Regions from separate parts of the Mus musculus genome. Here region 1 is linked to region 2. A link is a contact called in public Hi-C data. All regions are on one chromosome and are shown on one strand. Each heading gives the region's core, a stretch centred on a gene start, on an enhancer-like site or on the middle of the called end of the contact. The rest is flanking DNA. Distances are from core to core; before and after follow the strand shown. Region 1 holds the start of Elp6 (elongator acetyltransferase complex subunit 6). Region 2 holds the start of Manf (mesencephalic astrocyte-derived neurotrophic factor).

The links. A called contact is a pair of places that touch in the nucleus more often than the background predicts.
Region 1: a Hi-C map of CD4 T cells shows a contact between it and region 2, with 8 times the contacts expected there. The contact joins the promoter of Elp6 here to the promoter of Manf in region 2. A contact is called at or near these places in 1 of 484 Hi-C or Micro-C datasets (CD4 T cells) and 1 of 115 datasets of contacts at active chromatin or transcription factors (embryonic stem cells).

The regions. Positions count from the first base shown.
Region 1 is chr9:110,302,287-110,309,299 of GRCm38.p6, reverse strand. Elp6 (elongator acetyltransferase complex subunit 6) reads right to left here and starts at 4,108. Exons shown (of 7, transcript NM_001081381.1): 1 at 3,951-4,108. The coding sequence starts at 4,004. It also overlaps the pseudogene Gm35575.
Region 2 is chr9:106,888,047-106,895,369 of GRCm38.p6, reverse strand. It overlaps Manf (mesencephalic astrocyte-derived neurotrophic factor), which reads left to right and starts at 3,432. Exons shown (of 4, transcript NM_029103.4): 1 at 3,432-3,556; 2 at 4,172-4,299; 3 at 5,068-5,209; 4 at 6,145-6,617. The coding sequence starts at 3,472. The coding sequence ends at 6,329. Dock3 (dedicator of cyto-kinesis 3) reads left to right here. Exons shown (of 53, transcript NM_153413.2): 53 at 1-2,545.

The sequences.
Region 1 (7,013 bases), core at 2,859-5,358, 3.4 Mb before region 2:
ACAGTTTCTTCCTTCAAGAGGGAAAAATATCAGGGCATAGTCACAATCAAAAGCAAAAGTCAATCTCCAACCGTCCAATGTCTGGGATCCAACTCACGATCTTCTGGGCTCCTCCAAGGGCTTGGGTCACTTCTCCAGCCATGCCCTTTGTAGCACACACGTCATCCTCTAGGCTCCAGATGCCTGTACTCCACTGCTGCTGCTGCTCTTGGTGGTCATCTCATGGTACTGGCATCTCCAAAACACTGCATGACCCCTTCAGTCCTGGGCCATCAATTGCAACTGAGGCTGCACTTTCACCAATGGCCTTCCATGGCCTCTCACAGTGCCAAGCCTCAGCTGCTCGGCTCAACTCCTTCATGCCTTCAAAACCAGTACCACTTGGGTGACTCTTACACATTACCAAGACGACTTACAAGCTAAGAGTATAATCTACTCTTGCAGGGGACTGCATTTGCTTCAGGCAGCTCACACTGCTTATAGCTCTATAGCATCCAGAAAGATGCAACAAAATCTCTAACCTCTTCAGACACCTGCATTCATATTCAGACAAACATAGCTATACATAATTAAAAATTAAAAACCGGGCTGGTGAGATGGCTCAGTGGGTAAGAGCACCCGACTGTTCTTCCGAAGGTCAGGAGTTCAAATCCCAGCAACCACATGGTGGCTCACAACCATCCATAACAAGATCTGACTCCCTCTTCTGGAGTGTCTGAAGACAGCTACAGTGTACTTACATATAATCAATAAATAAATCTTAAAAAAAAAAATTAAAAACCAAGTTGTTAAAAAATAAGAAAACCGATAATTAGAGTCATGAGGGAGTAAAGTTGTGAGCCCTGTTAAACACAATGGGCACGCACAGCTAAGCCTCTTAAGTCAAAAGTAGGGAAGAGCCCATGTGTTCGGTGGCCCATGTGTTCGTTGCTCGCAACCAGCCCAGTTTACTTCACGGCCTGCCCGCCCAACAAGGGTGCCATCCAAAAGAAGATGCAGATGCTGAAACTGGACAAGGACAATACCATCACCTCACTGAGCAGGCGGAGGCCCACAAGTAAGCCAAGGACTGATCCAGGCAGCTGGATGAGAGCAACAGATGTTGCCCTCTAGAAAAAGCAAAAAGAGACAGAAGGTGAGGTGGGAAATGTCTGTGAAGAACGCCCAGGAGAAACCGGAGCAGGCTGAGAAGGCCACTGAGGATGAAGCAGATGTGGCCTTCCTGAAGCACTGCTCAGCTTCTAGAGGAGGAGTCAGGCGGCAGCAGTGCCCAGCTACAGCCCTGCAAAAGCTTGAAGAGACCGGGAAAGCATGTGATGAGAGCAAGAGAGGAAGGACATTGAAAGCTGGACTACGAAAGATGAAGAAAAGATAGGAGAGGCGGGGGGTTCAGCTGAAGGGGGCCAAAGTCCAACACAGAGGTCCCCGGCTGCACACATGAGGTGGCCAGGAAGCTGGTGACCCTGGAAGGAGAGCTGGAGCCCTCAGGAGAGCTGAGGCGGCTGGGAGGCAAGCCAGGCCGCTGGAGGAGGAGTTTCGAACCATGGAGCAGGCCCTCTGAGGCTGATAGCCCCAGAGGAACATTCCACCAAGGAGGGCGAGCACCAAGAAGAGATTAAAGCTTTGGAGGAAGAGCTGAAGGAGGCTGAGACCCCAGCTGTTTGCTGAAACATCTGCAGCAAAGTTGGAGAAAACCATTGGTCACCTGGAAGAGACTTTGGCTAGCACCCCAGAAGAGGATGTAGAGATTTCACCAGACCCTTCTGGAACCCAGTGACCTGTAAGGGCTGGCTCTGCGCTGACCAGACTATAATTGCCTCCTCAAGGTACTAAACTGATGTTACTGGCAGAGAGAGAGAGAGAGAGAGAGAGAGAGAGAGAGATATTTTGTTGTCACTGCTTGGCTTAGTAACTCAGGAACCAGTCTTAAGGAGAATTAGATTAAAAGAAAGCCTGCCTTTGTCCTTTATCTCTGGTTTCCAGTGAGTAGAACGGGCCTTCAGAAAAGGTCTCCCATGCAGAACTTGGAAGGCTGGGGCAACAGGGTTGTGAGACAAAGGCCAGACTAAGCAGACTGTGGTTCCTTTCAGCACCTGAGAGACAGAGGGTGGCGGGACTCTGTGAGCCCGAGACTAGTCTAGTCTACACCGTGAGTTTCAAGCCAGCATGGCTACACAGACATAAGAAACAAAAGCAAAAACAAAGGAACAAAAAAATACCAGCCTGATATGCTCAAGTCAGACCATCTTGAAACAGAGTTATTTTGTTCTGTTTGTTTTGAGGCAGGAACTCACCCTACAGGCTGTTCTAGGCTGGCCTAGAACTCACAGAGATCTGCCTGTTGTTGCCCCTGCCACCACACACCTAATTGTACGATGTTTTAAGTAGTGTCTTAGGCCCTAAGATGCTCCCTGGCGTCTGTGTCTGTAACAGTGAATGGGGAGGGGAAAAAAAAAAAACGGTTTTAGTTTTGGGTTTGTGGTTGTGGTATCTGTGTCTGCATGTGCATGGACATGTGTGTGCAGGCACACATGTAGGGAGACTTGAAGTCGGGGCTGGGTGTCTTCTTCAGCCGCTTTCCATTCTTTCCAATTTATCAAGGTAGGGAATCTTAATGACTAGGCAATCTGAACTAATGCAGCCAGCCAGCTTGCCCCAGGGATCCCACCTCTGCCTCTTTAGTGCTGGGATGACAGGTGTCCTCTTGCCTACCTGGCTTTGACGTGGGTTCTTGGAACCCAAATTCCACTTCTATACTTGGTGCCAAGCCCTATATCCACTGTTCTATCCCCTGGCCCAATTCTTGACAAGGCCTCTGATGACAAAGATCTCCCAGTGACTGTGGTTCAGACGGGACTCTTATCACAGCAATCGCTGGAAAGCCCTATGAAGATGGTCTCTGCATTGCCTAACTACCTGCTGTAGTTCTGTAAGTAACAGACAACATTGGGACCAAGGGCTGTCACACACCACCTCAATGCTGTACCAACCTAGGGAAAACCTGTCCAATGCCTCTGGGTTTCAGCTGTGTCCCTCTCCTCCCTCCCCCCAATATAAAATGCCAAATCACACTGCCTGGCCTTGAAACACATTTCCCACCCAAAGTGGTCACTTCCTGCTGTCACTCTGGACCTGGGAAATGCCCTAGCAACTAGAAAAGTAGTCAGAACTGGAGGTCTGAACAGTCAAGAACTGTTAGGCAAATAAAACCCAGAAGGATCGCAGGGCAGTGGTGGCACACGCCTTTGATCCCAGCACTTGGGAGGCAGAGACAGGCAGATTTCTTGAGTTCAAGGCCTAGCCTGGTCTACAGAGTGAGTTCCAGGACAGCCAGAGCTACACAGAGAAACCCTGTCTCAAAAAACAAAAAAAACAAATAAGCAACCAAACAACCAAAATCCACAAGATCTATTTAAAGCTTTCCATATGTGGTGTGTTTGCTGCAAATTACAGAATAAAACAGATATACTCCTGGGAGAGGTAACCCCTAAGTGAAAATGTGAAAGACATTTCGAGGTTCCATGGAGAGTGAGGAGGTTGGGAAAAACAGAGGGGATGGAATATGCTGAGGCCTTTTTGCAACCAGATATCATCAGAACTAGGAAGAGTGCAAGCAGTGTTCCGTGCAACCTGTAAAATGTTCCATGGTGGAAGGAGATTCAGGACAGATAAAAGGATCTCCTCTAGGGCCTGCTCTGCAACCATCTTTGGGCGCCAGTGTGGCACGGAGCACATGGTCCTGGGGCTGGAAGCGAACACGCAAGATAGTCCAGAAACCCATCTTCCAAAGGCCCAGGAATGCGACTGCAGCCTCGGCGAGCCCTCTCCAGACTACAACTCCCAGATGCCCTCGGTTTACGGCAGACGCGCCTACTCCACCGCGCAGCGTCCCGGATGCAATCCTGCACGCTCCCGGGACCTGCCCTCTTCCGGTCCGCACGACATCTTACCTGCTCGGTCTTGTCTGGGGTGGTGCTGAGAAGGTTGTTGAGTTCCGGAAACATCGTGAACTGGGATAAAAATTATGGTTCTACAGAAAGAATGAAGGTCCAAGAACAGCACCCACAAGACCGTGCTCGCGAGCGCGAGAAAGCGCGCATGCGTGATCTCGCTGCCGGACTCGAGTCAGCCAATCAGGCTTGGGGTTGTGATGCTGCTGCTGCTGCTGCGCAAGCGCGTGAGCACGTATGCTCGTAAAGCTGAGCCTTAGAGCGATCTCTCATTCGGGCAATGGACCATTGTGCTGCTCTCAGTAGGTGCGGGTCCACACAGTGCTGGTGCTCCCTCACGATTTAGCACGAGCAGGCGAGCTTTCTCTTTCCGTTGCTCCCCCTCCCTCCGCACCTCCGGGTCTTAGTTGCTCCACGTCTTCCTAGTGTATTGCTCACAAACTTGGGCTAGATACATGGAACACATAGAGAAATGTTTGCAGGATCTTCGCAAAAAGAGAGAACAAACCTTACTAGCACAGAATTACATCCTGAAGAGCTTTTTGTATAAAGCAGAAGCCAGGAGGCCAAAGAGATGGCTCAGGGAATAAACGCTCTTCTTCCTCCCTCTGAAGACCACCCACATTGGGTTGCTCTACTTGTAACTCCAGCTCCAGGGGACCCGACGCCCTCTTCTGGGCTCTGCAGCACATGCACACACAATATACACAAAAAAATTTAAGGGGACTCAGAAGATTTTAGAGGACCCTAATTTGATTCTCATTATCCACTTGGCAACTTATAACCCTCTGTAACTACAGTCCCAGGGAATCTGATAGCCTCTTCTGGCCTCCAAGGGTACCAAGCATAGAAGTGGTGCACCTATACATACCATCAAAACGTATGCATAGTTTTATTTTAAATAAGCAAGGCCCTCCTCGGCCTTCTGCTAAAACAATAAAAGAACAAAAAAGAAAAGTCAGAGGGATACAGGTCAGTTGAAGAGTTCTTTCCTAGCATCAAAAACAACATAAAAAGCATGCTGCCAACATCTGTGATCTCAGCTGTCAGGAGGCTTAGGCAGGAGGGTTGCCAGCAAGTCTGAGCTTTGTGAAACTACCTCTAAAAAATAAAAATAATGGAACTGGGCGTTATGGGGCACACCTTTAATCCTAGTGTTCAGGAGGCAGAGGCAGGCAGATCTCTGGCAGTATGAGGCCATCCTGGTCTACAAAGTGAATCCAGGCTAGCCAGGCGAACACAGAAACCCCATCTCGAAAAAACAAGCAAGCAAACAAACAAAAAAGAGGAGGAGGAGGAAGAAGAGGAAGAAAGAAATATAAGCTAGTGGTGGTGGCACATACCTTTAATTTCAGCACTTAAGAAACAGAAGCAGGGCTGGTGAGATGGCTCAGTGGGTAAGAGCACCCGACTGCTCTTCTGAAGGTCCAGAGTTCAAATCCCAGCAACCACATGGTGGCTCACAACCATCTATAACAAGATCTGACTCCCTCTTCTGGTGTGTCTGAAGACAGCTACAGTGTACTTACATATAATAATAAATAAATCTTTAAAAAAAAAAAAAGAAACAGAAGCAGTCAGATCTCTGAATTCGAGACCAGCCTGATCTACAGATCAAATTCTAGGACAGCCAGATCTATACAGAAAAACAAAAACAAAACAAAACAAAAACACAACAAATAAACAAGTAAATGAAATAATGAAATATACAGAGGTTATATACAGAAACATACAGTTATGTAAAAACAATGAAAAAAAATCGGCCATGAATGTGAAAGAGAGCCAGGAGAGGGATATGGAGGGAGAAACGGGAAGGGGGATGGTATAATTATAAACTCAAAAGGCATAATTAGAAAGGAATAAAAGGAAATACAACTGCACCCGATCTCTGTAGGTACTGTAGAGAAAAGCAAGACTGGATAGAGATTTGAAATTAAGGTAGTTGTCAGAGGTACCTTCACTAAGAAATTGTGATTGGGGCTGGAGAGATGGCTCAGCAATTAAGAGCACTGTTTACTCTTCCAAAGGACCCAGGTTCAATTCCCAATACCCACATGGCAGCTCACATCTGTCTGTCATCCCCGTTCCAGGTGTTTGAGTGTCTTCTTCTGGCCATTTTAGGCACTGGTCATGTACATGTAAGCAAAACACCCATACATTTTTTTCCCTTGAGATAGAGTCTATGTAGTCCTGGCTATTCTGAAACTTTCTAGGTAGACCAGGCTGGCCTCAAACTCACAGACCTGCCTGTGATTTCTGGATGCTGGAATTAATGGCATGTATATCTATGCCTGGCACTAATACTTAAAAAAAATGGTATGGTGGGGATACACCTGTGTGCCCATCCTTGGGGGTATGCAGAGAAGTTCTGCTTTCTGGAATGATTCTCCCCCCAGATATCCAGCTGATGTGAAGCCACTCCAGGTGTTTGGTTCAGTTTTCAGTTTATCTTGGAGGCCTTCCCTGAGGGTCCTGCTTAAATCATGTGGTTTTGTTCTAACCTAAGGAGTCCCTCAGATCCCCAGGAAAAAAAAATCATTAACCAATGTAAAGCTTCCTGTATTGCAGTGCCTGAGCTAGCTGGCCTATGGCCTATTGCCAAAAGAGAGTTAGGAGGATTTGGGGAAAGTGTGTGAAGTTTAAGTAAATTTCCCATTTTTTGTTGTTGTTGTTTTTGTTTGTTTGTTTGTTTTTCGGAGATTTGTTTGCCTTTTCTTTATATATAATAAGGTAAAATGTAAATGGAGCAATGTTTTTGGTAAACTCAAAACTAAACACAGCTGTGTGTGAAAGGGTCAGTAATTGACCTAGATATTTTTCAAAAACTACAAGATTAAGATAAGGAACAAGCCGGCCCGTGGTGGCACACGCCTTTAATCCCAGCACTCGGGAGGCAGAGGCAGTCTGATTTCTGAGTTCTAGGCCAGCCTGGTTTACAGAGTGAGCTCCAGGACAGCCAGGGCTACACAGAGAAACCCTGTCTCAAAAAAACAAAAGCAAAAACAAAAAACAAACAAAAGAAAGGAACAAGATGTCAGCTCTGAAGCTCTACATGTGCGATGG
Region 2 (7,323 bases), core at 2,183-4,682:
CACCTTCCATGAGCAGCTTGCCCAGGCACTCCAGGTCTGAGAAGCAAGTCCCTCCCAGGGAGCTAGAGGCTTGGCACTCAGGAGAAAGCCACCAGAGTCTCTGTTCTACTGCCGTGAACTCATGTTTCGCCATGTTCAGAGGCCACAGCAGCATGACGGGTTGTGGCTTCTTTCATTTTCTTTTCGTTTCCATTTTCTCTGGGTTTTTCTTTATGCAGTAGTTGCTTTCTTCCTCCTGCAGTTCCAGACCACATGGAGCTATATGGAAATATTGCACAGACATAATTGTTTTGCAGCATTGCAGAGTCCAGGAGTAGGAGCCCAGGCCCTCCCTCCAGGGTAGAGATTTGAAGAATGGAAATTGCACTAGGGGCCTCTTCCTTTGCCGTATGGACAGAAGCATTCTTGATTGCATTCAGGGATTGCAAGGACCACATGGACTACATGTCACAGGTGGACAGAGGGGCCACAAGCCGTTTTGCACAAATGCTTGCCCACCTGCCCACTCCTCCTCCTAGGAGTGTGCAATAGAGGGGCTGGTCAGGCACATGGTGGCCTAACTGCATGCCCAGGGCATACTGCCAGGCTTCCATGGGCCGGGCTGGTCTCTTATCCCACTTGGACGTTATTCATCACTTTTATTTTGGACCTTTCGCTCCTTTCCACTCAAAACACCTCATGATCTGCAGAAGCCTCCGTGGCTCAAAATGGACTTGAAAGGGTGATTATCTCTCGTCCTGGGGCTTGACTGAAATGAAGCTAGAAGGGCTTTCACTCCTGCAGTGAGTTAGGCCCCTTCCTTGGATTAGAAAGAGCTGGTGTGAGAGTGAGGCTGGAGTGTGGCAGGAGCCAGAGAACCTTTTGCTTTCCCAGGTGGCCCCAAATGCCTGCCGCTTAGAGCCTGAATCAGGGATTTTCAGCACTACCTCTGAGCCTTGGGGTTGGCTGCCCAGCCTGGCTTCCAGGCCCTGAGGATGTGTGGTCAGGTTCAGCAAGCTCCTGGGTTTAAAAATATATAAATAAATAAATGGTGGGAGGAAACTTCTCCTTTTGGAGGCAGAGAGCCACACAGGTAAAACTGTTATCTTCCAAGCAGCCAAGTACTGAGCCCTCCACTCCAAACCCATAGGGACTGCCCACCACTCAGGGTTCAGGACAGGCAGAAGGGCAGTTTTTCAAACCTCCCCAGTCTGTTAAGTAGGGCACAGTGGTGACTTTATAGGGAATTCTTTCATGTCAGGGCACTGACGTTACTCTTGGTATTATGGTGGGGGTATGGTAATATTTCACCAGGGTGCTTCTAAGTTACTTTTTAAAATAACTTGTCTTGAGGCAATTGTTTTCCTTTTATTTGCTTACATTCCCATCAGTGATGGCCATAAAACTGCCTTCTCCTTGATGAGCAGGTATGTTGCTCCCCTGTTCCCTTAACTAGTTGGCCTTCTGGCCTGCTATGGCCAAGTTCTGGCCCCAGCTGCTTATCCCTTCTCCACAATTCTTTCCAAACAGAAAAACCCATGGTCACAGTGTTTTTCTCTTAGAAACAAGTTTAATAGAACTGTCAGCAAATAACCTATAGGAAAAGAAAGAAGGCCCATTTCCGTTCACAGTATGTTGGGGCCCAGGTACCAACAGTGTAGGGCTTTCTGATACCCTCAGGATCATTCAGGCAGAGTGGAGACTGTTGAGGATGTAGGTAGGCCAATCCAATAGCCCCAGCACCAAGGGCACACACACCTGTTCCTGAGCCCAGACTCACTGGTAAGCTTGTTTCTGGACCGTCTGGGTTCACAGGTATGAGGGTCAAGTCTAGCTTGGGATGTGATTCTTAGGTAGGGCAGCTTTAGGTTTGTTTCCAGGCACGTCTGAACCTCAGTCCACGGAGGCAGCCAGTCATCACATGCAGACATCTCCTTTCTCCACTTGATGGCACAGGAGGTAGGGAGGGGAATGTAGGGTTAAGTTCCTTGACCTTGCTTTATGCAAAGTGAAATATATTTGTGTTACTTCTCTCCATTTTCCCCAACTGGATGAAATGGACCTATTCTGAATACTTTTTATTGAAAAACCAGCCAGTGTGAGGGAAATGGGAGGTCAGAGATCAGAATCCTTTGAAAAGATTGTGAAATACTGATTTTCATTGTTTAAAGCGTATTTGTAAATACCTATTTGAATGCTGTGTATTTGTACAGGAATTTGAGCAAAAAAATGTATAGAGTATGTCTAATTGGTAATAAGCCCTATAAATGTGTTTTTAACCTCTGGCATTCTGTGCTTATTTAAAACAAGAAAACTTCTAACCATTTCTTTTGTGTATTCATGTCTAAAGAAAAACTGACTTAAAATTATCTTACCTGTACCAGAAAAGTTAAAGAAAAAAATTTGTGCCAGTGTCCCAAGAGGCATTTTACTGTATATATTGTGGTAGCATGTTATAAATCCAACAAAAAATGTGACTTTTAGATGTAAATATCTGGCAACTGACTCCCCCACCTCCATCCCTTGACTGCTGTGATGTGAATTAAAGATGAATACCTGATATTGATCCACTGATTTCACTGAATGGGAGCATAAGTGCCCCTCTCAAACCCTTGTCGCCGGGCTCCAAGCCCTTTTAGCTCCAGATACTTTTCTGCACTTAGTCGGCCGCTCTCCATATTCCGCCTTCCAGGGCGAGTGGCCAAAGCCCTTGCACTTAGCATTAGGGCAGTCCAGGCGGTAATGTCTCCAGTTCCCATCCTCGTGTCTCCAAGAGTGGAGAACAAAACCTCCCAAGATCCCATGGCCTCCATTTGGAAGGTAGACCAACGCCTCTGCTCGCAGCCTTGCCGCGAGGTCCTCAGAGGCCCAGGACGGGAAACGACTAGGCAGGCCGAGACCTTTCGTTTAAGAGGTTCTGCCGTCTGACCCAGGTTAAAGCGGGGTCTGAGCAAGCCGGCGAATCAAAGTGGACGTTCCCCTTGATTGGCTCGGCAATCCACGTGGTAGTTCAAAACAAGGAACCGCTTCTGATCCATGCTCCCGCCGCCCATCCTACTGGCTATAGGGTGGCGCCAGAAATGCTGCTCTACGAGTCCGGGCGTCGGGAGGAGTGGGTGTGGAACCAAGACTCGGCATTCGGGTCGAGTCAATAGATTGAGAGGGTTCCGGGTAAGCAGCCAAAGCAGCTGCCCTAACCCAACATGGCGACCCGTGCACCTTCCCTCCGCACCCCTATGGACCGCCCAGGCTCAATCAGCAACCGACAACTGTCTAGGTCCCAGACAGCAGCAGCCAATGAGGGAGGGTAGCGTGGAGCCGCCGGTCTGGGCTCCTGGGCACGTGGACCAATGAGGATGCAGCATATGGGTGGGCGCGGGGATCGCACACCAATGGGAAGCTCAGGTTTCTGTTCCAGCCCACTAGGCGGAACACCGCGCCGGGTGCGGTTCATTCGCGCGGCGGCGGCGGTGGTGGAGACGGCTGAGGAGGATGTGGGCTACGCGCGGGCTGGCGGTAGCGCTGGCCCTGAGCGTGCTGCCTGACAGCCGGGCGCTGCGGCCAGGAGACTGTGAAGGTGCGGGGGACCGGATGGGGGCGGCCTGGCGGCGCTAAACCCAAGGAAAGCGAAAGGGTGGGAGCGACGGCCCGTCCCGGGGCTCCGCTGGAGAAAGGGCCTCACTTATTTCCCGGGCCTAGAGACGTTGACCCATTTAAGGGAACGCGTCGGTTCAGTAGCGTTAATAACTTGGCCGGAAGCCCACATCCCGGGAGTTTTTGTCTTCCCATCACTTTAGCGATTACAGGAAGGCATCCTGTGGGCCGCAACCGTCTCGGGGTTACTAAGCTGCACTTGGGGGTTCGATGTATTTGGAATGAGGAGCATTTTGATCATTTGCTTCAGCCTTCAATCTGTCCCTTATGAGGTCACAATGAGTTCCCTCAAGGACACGTGTCCACTCTAGACTTAAACTTGAAAAGAGCAGAGAGGGTTGTGTGTGGGTCACTTGGGTAATGTTCATTCCCAGCATGCAACTGGGTACAAGGACCCCAGCAACCTAAGGGCTCTGTGCACTTCTGAGTACCCGAGTTAAAAAAAAAAATTAATCCCTTCTAGCAAAACTGCTGACAGAGTTTTTTCCAGGGGAAATGGAGACTAATAATTACTTACCATCTCCTCCCTCTTTTCCAGTTTGTATTTCTTATCTGGGACGATTTTACCAGGACCTCAAAGACAGAGATGTCACATTTTCACCAGCCACTATTGAAGAAGAACTTATAAAGTTTTGCCGTGAAGCAAGAGGCAAAGAGAATCGGTTGGTAAGTAGCTGGTGACCCACCCAGCCTGTCCCTGGCTCTTGGGCACTGTCCACTTTGTGATGGGACTTGTATATATACTAATGTGAGGTTTAAGTGTTTTTATCCTCTATTTATTAAACATTGCTATAAGCTGAATATTGGTAAGACCAGGAGAGAAAATGACAGGCAACTGCAAGGCAGTGATGCCAGATGCCATGAAGGAAATAAGCTAGGAGAGTTGGTGGGTGGGAGCTGAGAGAGAAAGTAGTGGGTATCTACCTCTGAGGACAGGGAGTCAGTGAGGTGGAGTGAGCACAACTCAGGCAATGGGAGTGCCCAAAGACCAGAATGAATTTGGTGTGATTGGAACCAGAAGTAGTTGGCTAGGTGCCCCGAGATGGCCAGGGCCAAGTCAAGGTCAAGGACCCTGGCGGAGCATCAGCCTCTTGTAGCTTTAATTTCCATGGTAGTCTCTCATCGGAACTCTAACTCTGCAGCTGAGCATATATCAAGTGCCTCGGGCCTGGGACAGCTAGATCTGGGCAGACTAACAAACCGAAGCCTTGGCAAAGAGAGGTTTTCAAGGTGACCTAACAGTTGTCTGGAACTGGAGAGTTGGTTATGAATGTGTGCTGCTCTTGTGGAGGACCTGAGTTCAATTCCAGCATCCACAGCACCCTGCACTGCAGCTCCAGGGAACCTGATGCCTTCTGGCCTCTGACACATGCTCTCATGCATGCAGATTTTTTTCAAGGCTTTCATTTTGTTTTGTTTTGGTTTTTGCTGCAGTGCTACTACATTGGAGCCACAGATGATGCTGCCACCAAGATCATCAATGAGGTGTCGAAGCCCCTGGCCCACCATATCCCTGTGGAAAAGATCTGTGAGAAGCTGAAGAAGAAAGACAGCCAGATCTGTGAACTAAAATACGGTGAGTGTGACTCGGACCCTGTGCCTTCTACCATCTCTGCATACCCTTTCTGGACTTAACTTTCTAGCCAGAAGAGTCATCAAAAGCGGGTTTGTAGCATAAAGGATGATTCTCTGTGCTGCAGGGAACAGACTTGCGCATCGAACATAGGTGGAGGTCAAAGGGTGACTTAACATACTTTGAAGGATGAGGGTTGACCCAGAGGCCATCTGATAGAGCAGTGCAGATAGAGATTATAGATAGTGGTGGAGTACGTAGAGGTCAAGTTGGACAGAGCCTTGGGGGGAAATTTGGCTTTTAGTCTAAAAACTTGGGAGCTTTAGAAGTTTTTGAGCAGAGAAGTGATGTGGTGGGAACTTGAGTTCAACAGTCATGGCTCTAAACCCCAGGCGTGACAGTTACAGCATCACCATGGCAGAGCCCATCTGGTTGCACAGAATCCTAGTCTCGAGAAGAGCTAGGCCTCTCCTATAAAGTTTAAACGATGCCAGTGTTTACTGCACTAATGTTCGGGAATTTTGTACTTGTGTGAATTTGATTTGGTATCCTGGTTGGTTCTGGTGTCGGTTTGTTTGGGTCACGTGGGTTATGGAGTAAGTGTCTGACTCTGGTGCCTCTTGGGGAGGCTAGGGGTGTGTCTGCTCTGCTCAGCCTGGAGCTGTCCTTTGTGCTGGCATGTAGGAAGCCCTCGGGGAACTGGAGCTATGTTCCTTCTCTAAACCACATAGGCTGTCTGCACTGTGTGTCTTATGGTGGCTACTGACAGCCTGAGGTGGCCTTCCTGGTGAAGACTGTCATCTCAATCTTGGGCGCAGTGTGCATTTGTCTTCCCGGCCGCACGTAGGGCTGGACATCCTAAGGATGGTTTGACGTGCAGCACAGTTGGGCCTGCAGCCTCTCCTGCCCAGCCATTTACTCTCCTGCTCTCCCTGCAGACAAGCAGATTGACCTGAGCACAGTGGACCTGAAGAAGCTCCGGGTGAAAGAGCTGAAGAAGATCCTGGACGACTGGGGGGAGATGTGCAAAGGCTGTGCAGAAAAGTCTGACTATATCCGGAAGATAAATGAACTGATGCCTAAATACGCCCCCAAGGCAGCCAGCGCACGGACTGATCTGTAGTCTGCCCAATTCCTGCTGCACCTGAAGGGGAAAAAGCAGTTTATCTGTCTCTTCCCCAAATAACCATTTTGTAATTTATTTTTTAAGCGGGCTCCTGACAATGAGATGTGAACCTAGAGCTTTCCTAGTGATGCTGGCTCTGCAGTTCCCTCTTGCCCATCCCCGAGTGGGGACAATTTCCCCATCCCCAAGTGGGGACAATTTACTTCCTTCTTTGCTGGTTTACTCTAGGACTTCAAAGTTTGTCTGGGATTTTTTTATTAAAAAAAATTGTCTTTGGAGAGTTGAGCTGGCACAGTATTCTGTCCTATAGATTACTGGTTTATCTTTCCAGTCTGAAAAGATCCCTCAGCCTGCCAGTGCTGAGGGCCTGAAACTCCCATAACAGGACTTAAGAGCTTGGGCAGCCAATGTCTTGTGGGTTTGGGCTTCTGGGTGTCTGATACTTCAGCCTGGTGAGGTTAGACTTGACCCCTGACCCCCACCCCCATCCAGTCCAGTAGCAGGGGCTGAAGGTTCTTGAGCTGCTGTTAAGTCTAAAGGACATTTACATTTGGCTCAGCCTATGCAGAAGGAGAACTGTGAGCTGAGTACAGGTGGTCAGACCATAGCGTATCTTTACCCCGCCTGGTACTTAAACTATTCATTCATCGGGGTTCCAGTCTAGCATCAGAACAAGGACCCTTGCTTACCTATATTTTTGGCAAAGTTGGCAGGAATCGGTTTACAAAGAAGCAGTGTGAGCTGGTTGTAGTGGAAGGCCTGAGGGAGTTGTGTGCACTGTGGTTTTCAGTTGCTCCCTTTGCTGGCACTTGTGAACTGTGCCTCAGTGGGGAAACTTTGCTCCTGCTGCCTCCAGAGATAATGAGAAAGGAGCAACTGCTAAGAAGTTATGTTTTCCAAAAGGCTCGTCTTAGCTATCTTCTTGTGTGGTCCCCAAATTCACTTTGCATTCGCAGGGCCTTACATGAAGCCCTCTGCTGTTTCTTCCAAG